2 separate regions of the Mus musculus genome follow, and region 2 is linked to region 1. The links are chromatin contacts, called in public Micro-C maps. All regions are on one chromosome and are shown on one strand. The core of a region is the stretch at or near the end of the contact, and the rest is flanking DNA. Distances in the headings are between cores, read along the strand shown.

What was found. Hi-C and Micro-C count contacts between places; a contact is called where the count stands out from the background.
Region 2: a Micro-C map of embryonic stem cells shows a contact between it and region 1, with 6 times the contacts expected there. The contact joins the promoter of Foxf2 here to the promoter of 2610307P16Rik in region 1. A contact is called at or near these places in 1 of 484 Hi-C or Micro-C datasets (embryonic stem cells) and 1 of 115 datasets of contacts at active chromatin or transcription factors (embryonic stem cells).

What each region holds. Positions count from the first base shown.
Region 1 is chr13:28,883,869-28,887,036 of GRCm38.p6, reverse strand. It overlaps 2610307P16Rik (RIKEN cDNA 2610307P16 gene), which reads left to right and starts at 1,615. Exons shown (of 8, transcript NR_045054.1): 1 at 1,615-1,893.
Region 2 is chr13:31,624,314-31,627,481 of GRCm38.p6, reverse strand. It overlaps Foxf2 (forkhead box F2), which reads right to left and starts at 1,666. Exons shown (of 2, transcript NM_010225.2): 1 at 226-1,666. The coding sequence starts at 1,402.

The DNA of each region.
Region 1 (3,168 bases), core at 366-2,865:
GGGAACCGGCACCTAGCAAGGTTGGAGGACCGACCTTGGAGAGCGCATCTCTGTTTCTGGGATGTTATTGTCTAGGTTTCTTTGGGCCAGCAAACCTTGAGCGCTAATTCGGAGGAAGTTGGTTACAAAGTTTCAGACAGCTAGCGGAGTGCGCGCTCTGGCAGTCTGACAGAGGAACACTGGGCCCAGTGCAGACCCCAGGAGATCAGAACGGAAGCCCTCTCACAGAGTCTTTGTTCTCCCCTAGGGGAGAGACTTGGCAAGCACTGGAAGGGTGCTTGTTATGATCCACACCCATGACATTCCAGACCCAGCAAGGTTCCCTTCCTACCCCCTCTTCGCATCTTTAATCCTAGCCAGGAATACAGCTCCCTATGCCCCCTTTCACCCCATCTCTTTACCCTCACATTTAACAACTCATTGGGTCTTCCCTGTCTAGATTTGGAGAAAGAGTATATAAGGTGCGTGGACACCAGCAGGAGGTTGAATATTTGCTTTGGAATGTTTGAGTGTTTTTTTTTAAACCCCCTTTGCCCTGAAGACTGAATATAAAAGGCTGCGTGTCCCTCTACCTTCTCCCACCTTCCTGCTTTTCTTCTATTCTGGTGAGATCTAGAAAGGAAATTGGTGCAGCTTTGAGTTCCTGGGGTGGGGGGAAACCATGTTGGGATGAGAGCTGAATGCTGCGGTGTAAAGTGGGGACCCCAGTTCTGGAACTGATGGATGATTTTCAGAAGGCTCTAAGAAAGACTGAGAGACTCCCAGACAAGGAAGACACCTGGCTTGCCCAGGACCAGAAGGTGGGGGAGGGAAGAGGATGGGGAGTTAGAAGTGAAGGAGGAAGACCCTGTAGCTGTGAAAGGAAGGGAACTAGGAAGGAACAGTAGGTTTGGGAAGGAGCCATGTTAACCTGAGAGTCTTGTTAATATAGTTGGAGATAAGAGGAAGTTCTCTGAGGTTTGAGCCGGTGGTCTCTGTTCAGGCCCCCCCCCACCCCCCATGAGTGGCATAGTACCAGCAGCAACAGGTAACCTACAAGGGCAAGGTGTAGGTCCCTGTGGGATACTTAGTGGCCTCTGCCATGCAGATTTGAGGGTTTTCCCCTAGGGTCCTGTGTGGGCACTGATGAGGGAGGGAGAAGAGACTTTTCCATCACTTAGAACTTCTTTGAATTCTTCCAGGCTGTTGGTTGGAAGAGGGTACATAGGATGGAGGGTCATGGATGGAGAGGCATCTGTGAGCCCTACCTATGATTGTACCTCTTACCTTAAAGGGTTGACTGGCTCCTTCATATTACATCTCTTGGGATGCTGAGAAATGGCAGAAACTCATTGCCAAAGTGAACCGCTCCTCTCCCTGATTGGCAGGGAAAGTGCAAACAAAGAGGTGCATCTCCCGGAAACAATGAGTTTGGAGATTTCCCCGGGCGTGAGAGCGCGGACTGGAAGCTGGGTGTTCAAAGGGTGTGAGAAGGGACCAAGACCCGCATCTTCTGGGCAAAGTTTTCGGGGAGATGGAAGGAGAGAGGGTCGGGACTGAGTTGCTGGTCTTGGGGACAGAGCAGCCGGAGCTGCGCACCAAGGCTTAGAGTCGGGCGGGAGATGCGGGGAGAGGGAGGGGGCGGGGAGGGAGGGGAGGGAGAGAGGAGGAAGGGGTGAGAGGGAGAAACCTGCCGCGGCTCTCCGCCTCTTTGTCTGCTCTGGGACTTGGAACAAAAGGGGAAACTCTGATGAACTCCTTCTCCAGCTCCCTGGACGCCCGAGTATCTCTTTCTCGCAACTTTGTCAACGCGACTTTCTCCGCTGTCAGGCTGCGCAAAAGTATCCTAGCGCCTCGCAGGCTGCAACAATGGAAACAATGTCCCTTCAAAGTGCGACGAAGTGGAGGGAGAAGGTGAGTGACTTGTCCTGTTTGTCCTGCTTCCCTCAGGTCCCCCTGCTCCCAGCCCTTCCGAGGGCAAAGTCATAGATCTAGCAGCCAAGTTTGACTGTTTCTTTCTGTTTCTTGTCTTTTATTATTATTTTTTAATTGTATCTCTTTTCCCGGTTCTCCTTTTCTTTTGTTCTTTTAAACTCTCGCACAGATTGTTTTGTTTATTTTAAACGCCTTCATCTCTTGTGCTTCTTCTTTAGGGGTGGTGAGGGGCTAAGAAGAAGGGCATCCAAACTGGATACTGCCTCGCTTTTCCCCGGTTGTGTGTAGATTGGAGGAAAACGTTCTGATAAGAATGGGAATTAGATCAGGCTCACCCACACATAAGCTCTGACTTTGGTCACAAAAAAAGAAAGATGCAGAGGTGGGGGTCATTTCCTCACGCGTTTTCAAACTTCACTGTCTCTGGAGCGCTCTGGAGACACGAAGCGTGCAACAATAGAATGTAGACAGGGTTTGGGTGGTAAGGGAGTTCCAGCAAATTAATAGGAGTCCGGGAAGTTTTTGGGGGCTGGGGTCCAGTTGAGGAAGCCACAGGTTCCAGACTGTCAAGAGCTGCGCAGATGAAGCTGATGGGGCCTGGACCATTAGTTAAGAGTCCGCTCCCCTCACCTCCGTGGTTTGGTTCAGTTTAATGACCCACCCAGAATGACCTATTGCTGTCCTCGTCGGGATCCATCCTCTCTTAGGTGTTGGCGACCCCCGGGCCTATCTCAGCCAGTCTGAATAGGAAGGGAACCACGAGCCTGCCGAGCTCCCCTGACCTAGCCCTCCGCCCCGCCTTTTGTGTTTTAACCTTTTGTTTCTATCGGCCACACCCGCCCAAAAGAGCGGCGGCTTTTCGTCTCTGTTCAGCGGGGAAGCAGCGAGGTTCCCTCCAGATAGCGGTGAAGGGCGGCTTCCTAACTTTGTTTCCCAAGTCCCCTAACTTCGGAATGCTTCTGCATTGGTTCTTGCTCAGTAAGTCAATATCTTCACTTTATATGAACTATCTTTTGCTGTTTTTCTACTTCGTTCCAAAAGTTGTTTATCTCTACCAGCCACTTGCGTTCATTAAACAACAACAACAAAAAAAGATAACTTAGAGATCTAAGTTAGGGTCCAAAGGACAGAGGTTGGCTTTATCTGTCGGATGCCTTTAAATATGACTTTATCTTGATTCTGCAACACAAAACCCGGCTCATGGTCTTCAGGTATGTTTGTGGGCTCCGTCCAAATACCAAGGTAATTTATCAC
Region 2 (3,168 bases), core at 417-2,916, 2.7 Mb before region 1:
CTCCAATTTGGGAATTCTGGGGCCCACCAACAGGCCCAGAGCATTAGAGAAGGGTACAAGATCAAATCCCCTTCTCTCACTTAGGAATAGGGAACCGAATCCCCACCCCACCCCCAGCATTCTAGTTCTGAAGACCCCAGCGTTGAGGACCAAGGGTGCAGTAGCCCTGGCCCTCAGAGGCTCTCAGAGGCTCCGCTTGCAGCCAGCCTTGGCGCTCTTTATTACCTGAGAGATCCTCGCGGGCGTTCTGGTGCAAGTAGCTCTGCTCCAACGAGTAGGAAGACATGCTGGGGTGCAGACCAGCAGAGGCCGCGGGATTACTGCTTGGCGTCAGGGCAGGCGGCTGCTTGAGGTAAGGTGAAGCGCCAGGCGAGCTCCAATGTGCCGCAGGGCTAGTGTAGGGCGAGTGACACTCAATGGCGCTTGCCATAGCCGGGGATGAGGGCACAGGGCTGCTGCTGCTGTCCGGCCCATAGTCCCCGCCGCCACCGCCGCCACCCGCTGCCGCACCGACGCCCGCAGGACCTGCGGGCACCGGGCAGCTGGCCATATAGGTGGAGCCCGGGTTGGGCGACATGTGGGGGACGTGGTGGTGGTGGAGGTGGTGTGGATGCGCGTGGCCCGGAGCACCCGCCCCTGTATCATAGCCCGCGGGCATCATGTCGAGGCCACCATAACCGCCTTGACCGTGGCAACCCAGAGGCGCCGACGGGGGCGCTTGGAAGTCGAAGCCCTGGGGCAGCAGCGAGGCCCCGAAGCCCAAGCCGCTCACCACGCGATGGTACATGGGTTTGAGAGCCTGGCACTTCCGCCTGAAGCCGCGCGGCCGGCGGCGGAACGAACCCTCCTCAAACATGAATTCGCTGGCCGGGTCGATGGTCCAGTAGTGGCCCTTACCAGGTCTCCCGAGGCCCTTGGGCAGCTTGATGAAGCACTCGTTGAGCGAGAGGTTGTGGCGCACGGAGTTCTTCCAGCCCTGGTAGGCGCCACGGAAAAAGGGGAAGCGCGCCTGTAGGAACTGGTAGATCTCACTGAGCGTCAGGCGCTTGCTGGGCGAGCTCTGGATGGCCATGACGATGAGCGCGATGTACGAGTAAGGAGGCTTCTCCGGCCGCCGCAGCCCCGAGGTTGCCTTCTTGGTGCCTCCACTCCCGGCGCCCGCGCCGCCGCTGCTAGCCGCACTCTTGCAAGCACCGGCCGAGGCGCTGACGGAGTTAGAAGAGGACGAGGCACAGGAGGCAGAGGATGATGATGACGACGACGAAGTGGACTCCAGGGTGGCGGCGGGTGGCGGGCTCATCAAGGCGGCCTGGAGCGCGCCGGGCGCCGGGCTGCACGCGCGGCGGAGTGGGGCAGGCGGCGGGCGCGGCGGGGGTGGCGGAGGCCCGCCCTCGGTGCTCATCTGGGAATCGGGAACGAGGCCGGGCCTGGGGGGCGGACCCCGGACCGGGATCGGCGGCGCCGGAGCCGGGTCGGTCCACAAATCGGGCGAGTGCCCTACTGCGCCGGCCGCGCTGCAGCCCGGGCCACTGCGGGCCAGCGCTTCGGCGTCGCCTCCCTCAGCTCCTCTGGGGCTTCGGGCGGCGGCGGCGGCGGCGGGTCGGAGGCAACGCCCCGCGCATCCCTCTTCCGAGCCTCCGGCCGGCTCCTTGCGCAACCGTCTCCTAAGCCACTGAGGCGACGCTGCCCAGAGCTGGACAGCTGCGCCCTCGAGCCAAGACCTCAGCCCGGACCCCGGGGACTAGCCCGTCGTCTTCTTTCAGGAGTGCTCTTCTCTCTGTCTCTTGGACTTCCTCCCTGGCGCGCCCTCCCCGCGGCAGCTTCGCTCCCTCCCTCCCTCGCTCCCTCCCTCCACCCCACCCCGCCCTGCCCCCTCCTTGCTCCGCGCCGCCCGCCACGGGGAGGGCGCACAGGGCTCGCGTCACTCCTCCCCCTCTGGACCTGGCGGCGGGCTCCTGCTCTTATCGCCTCCCGGACTCTCCGGGGTCCTGCTGGCACTACTAATTCCTCTCGGGGCTCTTTCCCTTTCCCAGTCTGTCCTCTTCAAAGCCGCAGATACACCCGCATTCAGCAGGGAGAACTCCCAACCTTGGCCAGACTCGATTACTCCTAACTTCAGCAATTCATTCTCTGTTCCTTCCAGCAGCCCGTATCCTATCCCAGAAGTGCCCCCAACCTAGCGATCCGTGCCCGGACACACCCTGCCCCTCCTCCACCCCCGCCGGACCCTGTGGGGGCTGAGTCTTGGGGAGACTGTGCCCTGGAAGAGCTTCCTTAGCCACGGTCCCCAGTGCCCGAACTGACACCATCTGTCAACTTCATTTAGGCAGTGCTGCCCTCAGCCACACGCCAGGGTGCCAGACGTCCCAAGGTAACGTGCCAACTCCGGGTCTCTCTCTCTCTCTCTCTCTCTCTCTCTCTCTCTCTCTCTCTCTCTCTGGCTGGACATGCAGGCTTCTGAGAGGTCACAGCAGAGGGCAAACACTGGACGCCCTTGAGCTGTGCCCGGGGCAGTTATGAACAGATTGTCAGCTGAGCAAGGGGTTTGGGTGGAGAAACCTGGGGCCACCTCTTAGACACTCTTTTGAGTCGAATGGATTCGGTTTTTTATTTGCTTCCATTTTCCACTGACTTGTCATTTCCACTTCATGCTGAGAGAGAGCAAGAGAGACCCTGAGTAAGGAGATAGTTGTATTTATTATCAACAAGGAAGGTCTGCACAGCTGCCAGTGGGTTTACAGCGTCTGTCTTCCGGTGCACCCCCCCCCCACTCCCTATGTTCCGTGGCCCAGCTCCCTCCATTCGAGAACACTCCTCCAGTTGTGGCTTATTCCTCTAAGTAAGAGTCGGCTCAGAGAGAGATGGCCCTCGGGAGAAATCATTCCAATGAGACCCGACAGTTAGTTATTGGATTACACGTGCGGGGAAATGTAGTCTGACCCCGGACAGGGGCTGCAAAGCGAGTTGCAAGCTGAAGGAGGCCTGACCACACCAGGGCTGGTGGCCTGGCCCAGAGGGAAGGAGATGCCCATCAGAGTAGCAAATGGTAGGCACAGCACTGCGCCAGCCCTGAGAGGACTGGGTTTGTGTTGTGTACGCAGAAAGCCTGGGAAGATGGGAGACAAGGCAGAGAGGAGAGTGCAGGGCCCAGTAAAGATGCTACAAAGA